Linked DNA regions of Hordeum vulgare: region 2 is linked to region 1. A link is a contact called in public Hi-C data. All regions are on one chromosome and are shown on one strand. Each heading gives the region's core, a stretch centred on a gene start, on an enhancer-like site or on the middle of the called end of the contact. The rest is flanking DNA. Distances are from core to core; before and after follow the strand shown.

What was found. Hi-C and Micro-C count contacts between places; a contact is called where the count stands out from the background.
Region 2: a contact with region 1 is called in a Hi-C map of seedling, with 4 times the contacts expected there. The contact joins the promoter of LOC123426528 here to the enhancer-like site in region 1. A contact is called at or near these places in 3 of 6 Hi-C or Micro-C datasets (leaf and seedling) and 1 of 1 datasets of contacts at active chromatin or transcription factors (embryo).

Annotation. Positions count from the first base shown.
Region 1 is chr2H:429,807,860-429,812,304 of MorexV3_pseudomolecules_assembly, forward strand. No RefSeq gene overlaps it. Among protein-coding and RNA genes, the nearest start is that of LOC123426527, 230 kb to the left of the region's middle. Within about 2 kb of position 1,457, at least 2 of the 3 cell types and tissues checked have open chromatin away from gene starts, as enhancers often do. A contact at or near this core is called in leaf and seedling, where this site is marked.
Region 2 is chr2H:430,139,430-430,143,993 of MorexV3_pseudomolecules_assembly, forward strand. It overlaps LOC123426528 (F-box protein At5g50450), which reads left to right and starts at 3,077. Exons shown (of 3, transcript XM_045110369.1): 1 at 3,077-3,920; 2 at 4,026-4,188; 3 at 4,290-4,564. The coding sequence starts at 3,688.

The DNA of each region.
Region 1 (4,445 bases), core at 207-2,706:
CTTAATCTGTAGTGCACAGTTCTTTTTTCTCTCTCTTTCCGACGATGATACGAATTTCAATAAACATCCATTAAATTAAAACCAAATTGAGAGGAAAAAAAACATCGTTAACAACACATGCACACTTTTGGAAAACCTCGTGGGGAGAAACAACATATTTCTTATCTTATTTCGAGTGATTGTACATTCAAACGCGTTTTCGTTGTGTGAGCACTAAAGCTATCGTCGGCAACACAAATGTGATGCCATGTGAAAATATATTACGTTTAGAGCGTGTGTTATTTTCTCTTCCGTTGCAACGCGCAGACTCTTTTGCTAGTATATTATATTACTTATATATTAAGGGCCTCCAATTTGTTCACCCCGGGCTTCCGAATTATCAGGACCGGCCCTGTACAAACACATGGTAATTTTGAACTTTCATGCTTCAATTTATTTTTGACAAAAATTTACCATATGTCATTGAAATTTATCATTCGCTTGTGACTGAAATTGTCATAAAAAAACATTAAGGCCGGAGTGCCATACACCTACCTTTTCATGAGGAAAATGGATTTTATTCGATCAGCACCTTTCTTAACAGCAAGATAGGTCTTTTATTTTGTAGTATATATATATGTTCCGTCGATGACTCTTTCAATTCTTCCTTGCCTCGTGACTCTTTCAACTCGACGTCAAACTGCCGCAAATCCAGCGTAGCATTAGACCATCTATGGAGACGCATGTATGATTGCCTTGACTTTTTCTCAGTTGTGCCCTTCTGCAATTCCAACCACCAAAAACCCTACTACTAGTATTATTACTACTAGCTTTTTGCTTACCATGGCCCATATTAGCCTTGACAAAACGAGTTTAAATACAAGGCGTTCATTCACACCGAAAACGATCTGGAAAAAAGGCAACCCCATCTACCGCACCAAACTCGCCCGCGCAAATGCAATCCACATCGATTGGTCTTATCCGACCGCCACCAGTACATGTTAATTATGCCCGAAAATGCATAAGTGCCTCACCAACCCTTGTAGATAAATTAGGAGGCTGTCAAGTGTCAAGTATAACCGGACAATGCTTGCCACATCAATGCCTGTTGGTTTGTGGCTAGGCTTACTGAGAAATCCTACTCTGTTTCCATACATGATTAGTTGTTTGTTAGCTTACTTTACGATGAGGTCAAGCTATCGCCCGATGCAGTTCAGAATTCGCTCGGGCAGCGCAACTCATTGGAAAAGCATCATCCAGATTACAAACTTTGGCTATGTATGGTTGGCTTTATCCAACTGTGTGGTTGAGTGATCAGTTGTACATCTCTGCTGTGTTTGTGTGAGGTTTGATGGCCGTGTGCAGTGATCAACCATTATACATGTTCTAATCTATTTAAAATTCGGGTCGGCCCTGTACGTGGTTCTTTCCATTTTCTCTTTGTCTAGGCCACCGAGGGGCACGGCTATGTATGACAGATCAGGGACTCGCGCCTACCCTGAGCGTCCACACGGCCCGGACCAATTAGCTTCCTACATGTTAGTCGTTTTTCTCTATTTTTATTATATAGCAAAAGGGCTCATGCGTTGTAACGGAAGAAAGAAATACCACACGCTCTTAATTTATAAAAAATGATCTATAATCTCAGAATTTGTAGTTACAACACAAATAAAGATCGTCTTATCCTACAAAAATGCAGTTTAAAATTTCAGAGGTCTTCTATTTTAACACGGCTTGCATGTAGATTTAGTACGTACAAAGAATCAGTCAAGTGACCTTCAGTTTCATCTCTAATCCTGATTTTGTTGACATGTTCATCCCCAACCCGGATGAGTACCGGTATGAAAAAAAGACAAATAATGACTTATTTATTAAGATTGCACCGTAGATAGTATTTTTATTAAACGTTTAACAGATAAAATAATATCATATTTAAATTCTACATATTTTTCTAATCAAATTCCATATATAATATGTTAAATTTGGAGTTACGGTTTAAAAGATATGAGTATTTTAAAAATCATTTAATATATACTACGAGTTTAATGTCATAAACAGTAAGGGCTTTTTTTAAAATCACCTCGGTGGGTTTTCCAACGGAAGCGATAGCCTCTTTATTATTAGGTAAAGATTTTTGCTCAGGTTTAGAATACCATGTAAATACATATATTATAAAAGTATATGAATTACTTTAGAAACTTTAAGAACTCCATATTCAAATCTGTTGACATCCTAAAAATTCTACTTTAAAACATGTTGTTAATATTTATTTTTAAAATCATAGCATTAAAAAATTCAATAGTTTAAAACCAATTTATGTGACATTACTAAAGTCTTTATAAAATGTAAAAAATATATTCATGTAATTACAATGGACCATTCAATAAAAAGGCTACATTTTAAAAAATATCCACGTGTTTAAAAAACATATTTTTTTCATTTAAATATGTATATAGAATTTAAAAAACTGTTTGCATAGCTTGATAATGTTTCGAGTCATTAAATAATGTTTCAATGTGTATTTTAATTTAATTTTGACATATACTATTTTTTTTGTAAAAACACATATATTCGAAATGATAAGTGTCTATAAAAACTGTTTTATATCTATCCCAAGAATGTACAATGTGTATGCATATAAATAGACATCCAAACATATATTAGAAATAAATGTGGATCACATATTTCAAAACGTTCAATGCATATAAATATATATAGAAAATGCTCAACGTGTATGAAAAATTAGACATGTGTAAAAAGAGAAAAAAAAAGAAAAACCAAAAGAAAATCACTGAACCAAAGAACAAAAGAGGAGACCAATCAAAACCAAAGAAAAAAGGAAAGCAAGTAATACCCAAAGGAAATCCTTCAAAAATATAAGAAACCCTAAAAAACTGGTGCAAAACAATTTAAAGCCCTATAAAAACAACATAAAATGTTTGGTGCAACCAGAATATTTGGGTGACACATAGTATTTGTCAGTACGAGCAACCCATAGCCCTTGAGGTCATTGCGTATTCAGGGGGTCTGTATTATAATACGAGCTTCAATTTATTGGATCTTAGATCCAAAGCAATGTGCATGCGTTTTAAGCATGACGAAAGATAAGTGTTTAGAAAAAGGGGATGCTACACGTCGGTCGACGAATTTTTTTAAAAGATCCGTCACCTCAAGCGGGCGTCCTCCAGCGAATTGGCGTTAGATACGGCACAATTTAGCTGCTTGACGAATTTCTCTATTCTATAACAAGGTCTTGTTGTAGAAACATTAACAATAAAAATTATGGTTCAGATTCTTTTGTAACATATGTTATGCTACAAGATTTCTTTTATAACATAGGGTGTGTTACGGGGATTTTTTTTGCAAGAGAGTTTTTGTCGCAGATATTTTTTGCAACTAAGGTTTTGTTGCAACTTTTTTACATCAAAGCTCATGTTGCAAAAGGCTTGTCTAAGTTTTCGTTGTCGTTCGCTGACGTGGTTTGCAACATCGTTGTTGATAAGATAAACGGTATGCGTGCCTACTTAGGACATGTGGATCAAGGATAATCCAACAACCGCGTGGTGGCAGAACTCTTTGCGCGATCAGCTGGTAGACCATTAGCATTTCCCTTACGATGTGTTTGGATTTAGGAGTGAAAGTGCGTTATATCGACTAGAGGAGGGTGAATAGGCGATTTTTATGAATTTGTCACTGAGAAATTTCCCTATGAGGAAATTGCTAAGTCACGAACAACTTGCAGCGGAATAAGTAATCGGGCATAAGCGTTACGTGACAAAAGTATGGCCATCATGATGAAATGAAACAAACACTTAGCGCAAGTAGTGTGATCAGGATAAGCAGGTGAAGAACAAGTGATGTGAAGAATTTAAGATGAGGAAATTGAGAAAGTCTTCAGTTAAATTCTTCAAACAGTAACAATCAATTTCATCAACACGTAAATGAGGAAATAGAAGGGTTGAGGAAATAGAACCAGGTACTCACTGAAGACAGTGATTTGATGACCCAGTTCCAACTACTGTCATAGTCGTACGTCTCGTTTGGAGCGCCTTGGTATTTAAACCAAAGGACACACAGTTTGTGGACACTAAGTCCTTCCCTATTCTCCTTGAGCTAAGGACACACAGTCCTCGTCCAACACTCGTGGTAAGTCTTTATGGCAGACTTTCAAAACCTCACAGACTCGGTCACCCGACAATCCATAATTTACTGTTGGATGCTCCAGACGAGTGGCGCCTAACCATCTAGAAGATGCACAGTCTTCAAGGGTAACAAGCGTCGGTTCCACACCGGAACAATCTCTTCAGTGATGGTCAATCACTTTGGGTTTCAGGTTTTCGGTTTGGGTGTTTGGGGTTTTTCCTCACTGATGATTCTCTATCAATGTCTTCGAGGAATGGGTTGCTCTCAAATGATAATTGTCAAATTCTCTCTCGAAGCAGCCAACCAGCTAGTGGTTACAGGGG
Region 2 (4,564 bases), core at 1,827-4,326, 330 kb after region 1:
TCTGCGGAGCTCGGGCGGAGCCCTGCTGAGACGAGATCATCACCAACCTCCGGAGCGCCGTCACGCTGCCGGAGAACTCTTCTACCTCTCCGTCTCTCTTGCTGGATCAAGGAGGCCGAGATCATCGTCGAGCTGTACGTGTGCTGAACGCGGAGGTGCCGTCCGTTCGGTACTAGATCGTGGGACTGATCGCGGGATTGTTCGCGGGGTGGATCGAGGGACGTGAGGACGTTCCACTACATCAACCGCGTTCTCTAACGCTTCTGCTGTACGATCTACAAGGGTACGTAGATCACTCATCCCCTCTCGTAGATGGACATCACCATGATAGGTCTTCGTGCGCGTAGGAAAATTTTTGTTTCCCATGCGACGTTCCCCAACATTTCTTTGGTCGGGTCGGACAAAACAACGGGTGACAATATCAAAATAAACTGGGAAGTTGTTTACCGCCCATTAGAATATGGAGGCCTTGGGGTCCTCAACATCGACAAATTTGTGCGGGCCTTGCGCTTGAGATGGCCATGGTATGAATGGATGGCCCCACACAAGTTGTGGGTTGGGTTGGGAAAATCCTTATGATAAGGAGGACCTTGACTTCTTCTATGCGTCTATGACCATCACCCTGAGGAATGGCACCAAAACGCCTTTTGGGGACTCGCCTTGGCTCCATGTGTGCAAGCCTGGGGACGTTGCTCCACTTGTCTTTGAGGCCTCCCCTAGAAAGAATTGGAAGGTGCATGAGGCCCTAAAAAATAACGCATGGATCCTCAAGATCAAAACCTCCATGGTCGTCTCCATTGAACACATCTCATAATTCTTGACCCTATGGGCGCTTGTGAATGGTGTCCATCTTGATGAAATCGCCGAAGGTACCATTGTGTGAAAGCACACGACGAGTGGACATTACTCCGCGACCTCCGCCTACAAGGCTCAATTCCTAGGATTGGTTATCTCTTCCATGAAACATATGATTTGGAGGGCTTGGGCGCCACCAAAGGCCAAATTCTTTTGCTTGGCTGGCCATCCAAGGTAGAATTTGGACCGCGGATAGAGTGAAGAAAGGGGGATGGTCAAATTGTCGACTTTGCACCCTATGCAAGAGAGAGCAAGAAAGTGGACCGCACCTCTTCTTTCAATGCCGATATACAATTAGGCTATGGAACTTGTTCAATGTGAAATACGGGTTTCATCATTTGGACACCTCTACGTGGCATCTTCAAGATTCGATTGAGAAGTGGTGGCCGAACAGGACCGGCGTCGGAGTCTCTAATAGGAAGGCTATGACCTTTCTCATCATGCTCGTATTATGGACCGTGTGGAACAAGAGGAATGCACCTACCTTGAGACACAAGAACGCCCCTTCTATCATCATTCTAAACAGCATTGACTACGAGACCAACCTTTAGATCACCGCTGGGACGAAGAAATTAGAAAATATTATTGTGTGTGAGTCATTCATGCCATGCCATGTAAGGTATGACTCATGTAACAAACTATACTTTTTTCTTAATTAATAGGTGAACCAAAATCTTTTACTTCCGATTTTAAAAAAAACATGTGGACTAACCAATGAAACCTGTGGTGCGAACAAAATGATGACAAGTTGCCGCGGTCATGTGTCCGTTCTGGAAGCCTGCTACCAGTAGCCAGTAGTAGTAGCTAAAAAAGCAGGTCGCCTAAATCCATTGGACACAATGAGAGTAAAATTGGGAGGCGTAAAACCTGAGGACGCCACGCAAGGCAGAGGCAAAATATCAGGGAGGAGCTACAGCCAACAGCTATATGGATGGAGCGGCAAGCAATGCGAGGCTAGAAAAGAAGGCCTCGCTCGGCCACTCCATTAACACGGCACCAGCTTAGCTTAGGCATGGCCGATTTGGGCCGTTAATCTCTGGTCCAAGACGGTTAATTATTAGTTAGTGCCGTTTTTACCGATCCGTTTAGCCGTGTCCAAAATGCCGTCCTGTGATTAGAACCCTGCAAGCGTAACCGCCAACTCCTCACTTGGCCGCTAGTTTTTCCAGGCGCCATCTTCCAATCCAATCCACCAGTTGGTTTACCTTTCGTCTCCTTCCCATGTCATTGCTTTCCTTTTCTTGCAAGGCTGGGTTAACCCGGCCAATGTAAAAGGAAAAAAAAAAAAGCAATTCGTCGACAACAATAATATCTTCTTCTGGTGGTTAATTAGCCTTGACCACGTTTTTATCACCCTTTGGTTGAGGTTAGGATGAGGATCTAGCTTCTCTTGCTATAGTATGGAAGCACGTTCCCCCGGCCGTGTGTGTCGCACGGAAAACAGCTAGCGCAGGCATGGAAAAGTTGTTGCTTAACACAATATATAACTGATACACTTTGCGCAAGCAAGACTGTTATCGCAAAGTCCTGCAAGACATAATCACGTGCTTCCAGGATTGCTGTTTTACTTGCCATTTTTCATATATTTTTATATAGAAAGCAAATACTGTAGTAGTAGTAATGACTTCCGGAGGGGGAAGTTAATCAACATTTCGGTTTTAAACACGCGATTCTAAATGAGGTGTACCAATAAGGCAGGCCCGGTGCACATTCCATCCGTCCATGATTCTGCAATCTCACCGTAAATGGTTACCTTTTTCGTGTCCAGCAGTACCGAAAATCACATAATTAATGTAGCCATTACATCCAGACCAAAAAAGACAAGACAGAGGCATTTTCATGTTTGCAAACATGTGAAATAAGTTGTATCTCCAAGAAAAGATCCGCTGAAAGCAATGTGGCATGGAGAAGCAAGCAGGGTGGTTAAATCCATCCATCCAGCATTTTCAACGCAAAGGAAGCAACCCCCGGTCCCTTGAGACCAAAAACATCGCTGATAGGCTTTATAGAGACAAGACCAAAATTAGCTAGCTAGGCAAAACTTGAATCGGTAGCAATGCCAATGCAAGATATGTGAAGCGAAAATGTGGTTGTGCCTGCCAACTCCAATTGACAAGGCATAACATGTCGCCATTTAAAACGCCAAAACCATCTATGTATAATCCAGCAAGATATATCCACCATGTCATGTCACCAACCTACCTTGTATCATGTATGTAGTACATCCATCCCCATGGGAAGAAAGAAGAAGAGAAAGAAACAGGGAGCCCCAAGTGAGTGAGAAACAAAGGCAGCAACAAATGAAGCAAACAACCCAAGCCAAGCAAAGGCGGCATGCAAAGCAAAGGCTGCCAAAGAGAGGATGCACACACTAACCACAATCATGAATGGGCAAGGCCAGCCCCCACCACCTCACCACCCTTAACAAAAACACCAGAAACCGAAATTTGGGAGGAGGAGAAATCAAGAAAAAGCTGAGGAGAGAGAAGGGAGGGTGGGAGGATCAAGAAAGGGAGGAGAGGCTTTGCATCCAAGCGTGCTCCCCCCCAAGCAACCCCCCTTCCCTCCTTCCGGTCAGCGTCCCTGTTGACCACTCCGTTGCAACGGAACGGAACGGAGGGCATCCTCCTTCCTTGTGTAGCCAGCCACGCACCCCCTGCTCCCTCCTAGGACTATATATAACTCCTATCCTCTCCCATTCTCGCCATTACGGACACACCATCTCTCTTCTCTTCTCTTCTCTTTCTCCCCGCAACCGTCCAAGACTTGCAACAGCTCGCCGCCCGCAACGACGTAACACGGACGCCGCATCGTGGAACGGGGGCAGGCGGCATGAAGACGAGGCGTGGCGCCTGCTACTCCTGCCATGAGCCGGCGGCAGAGGAGCCGGAGATGCACCGCCGGAAGAGGCGGAGGACGGCCATGGAGGCGGCGGGGTGTGCTGCCGCTGCCGCTGCCGTCGGAGACATGTTCGAGGACCTGCCGGATGACCTCTTGCTGTCCATACTTGCTGATGTCGCCGCGTCCGCCCGCTCGCCGGCCGACCTCGCCGGCGCCACCATGACGTACGTCCCTGTTTCCTCTGCTTTCTTGTAGTATTACGATGGATGAATGCGATTCGTGATTGTCGCTGGGATGGAGATGGAGTTCTTACGGGGATGTGCGTGCAGGTGCAAGAGATTCAGGGAGTTGGGCCAGAGCAAGGTTGTTCTTGCCAAGGTGTCGCCGCGGTGCCTCGCCGTCCGGGCCAAAAGCTGGTCGGACTCCGCCCACCGCTTCCTGCAGCGCTGCGCCGACGCCGGCAACCTCGACGCATGCTACCTTCTTGGCATGGTAAGAACCATGGCCATCGTAACTGACTCACCCATGTTTCCTTTGTGCTTGGCGATCGTAACTGACTCACCCATGTTTCCATTGTTTTTGGTGCGCTATAGATCCGCTTCTACTGCCTGGGGAGCCGGGGGTCGGGAGCAGCGCTGATGGCTGCGGCGGCGGTGGGTGGCCACCGGGAGGCGCTCTACTCGCTGGCCGTCATCCAGTTCAACGGCAGCGGTGGCAGCAAGGACGACCGCGACCTCCGGGCGGGCGCTGCGCTGTGCGCGCGCGCGGCGTCGCTCGGCCACGTCGACGCGCTCCGCGAGCTCGGCCACTGCCTCCAGGACGGCTACGGCGTGCGCCGCTCCTTGCTCGACGGGCGCCGCCTCCTCAT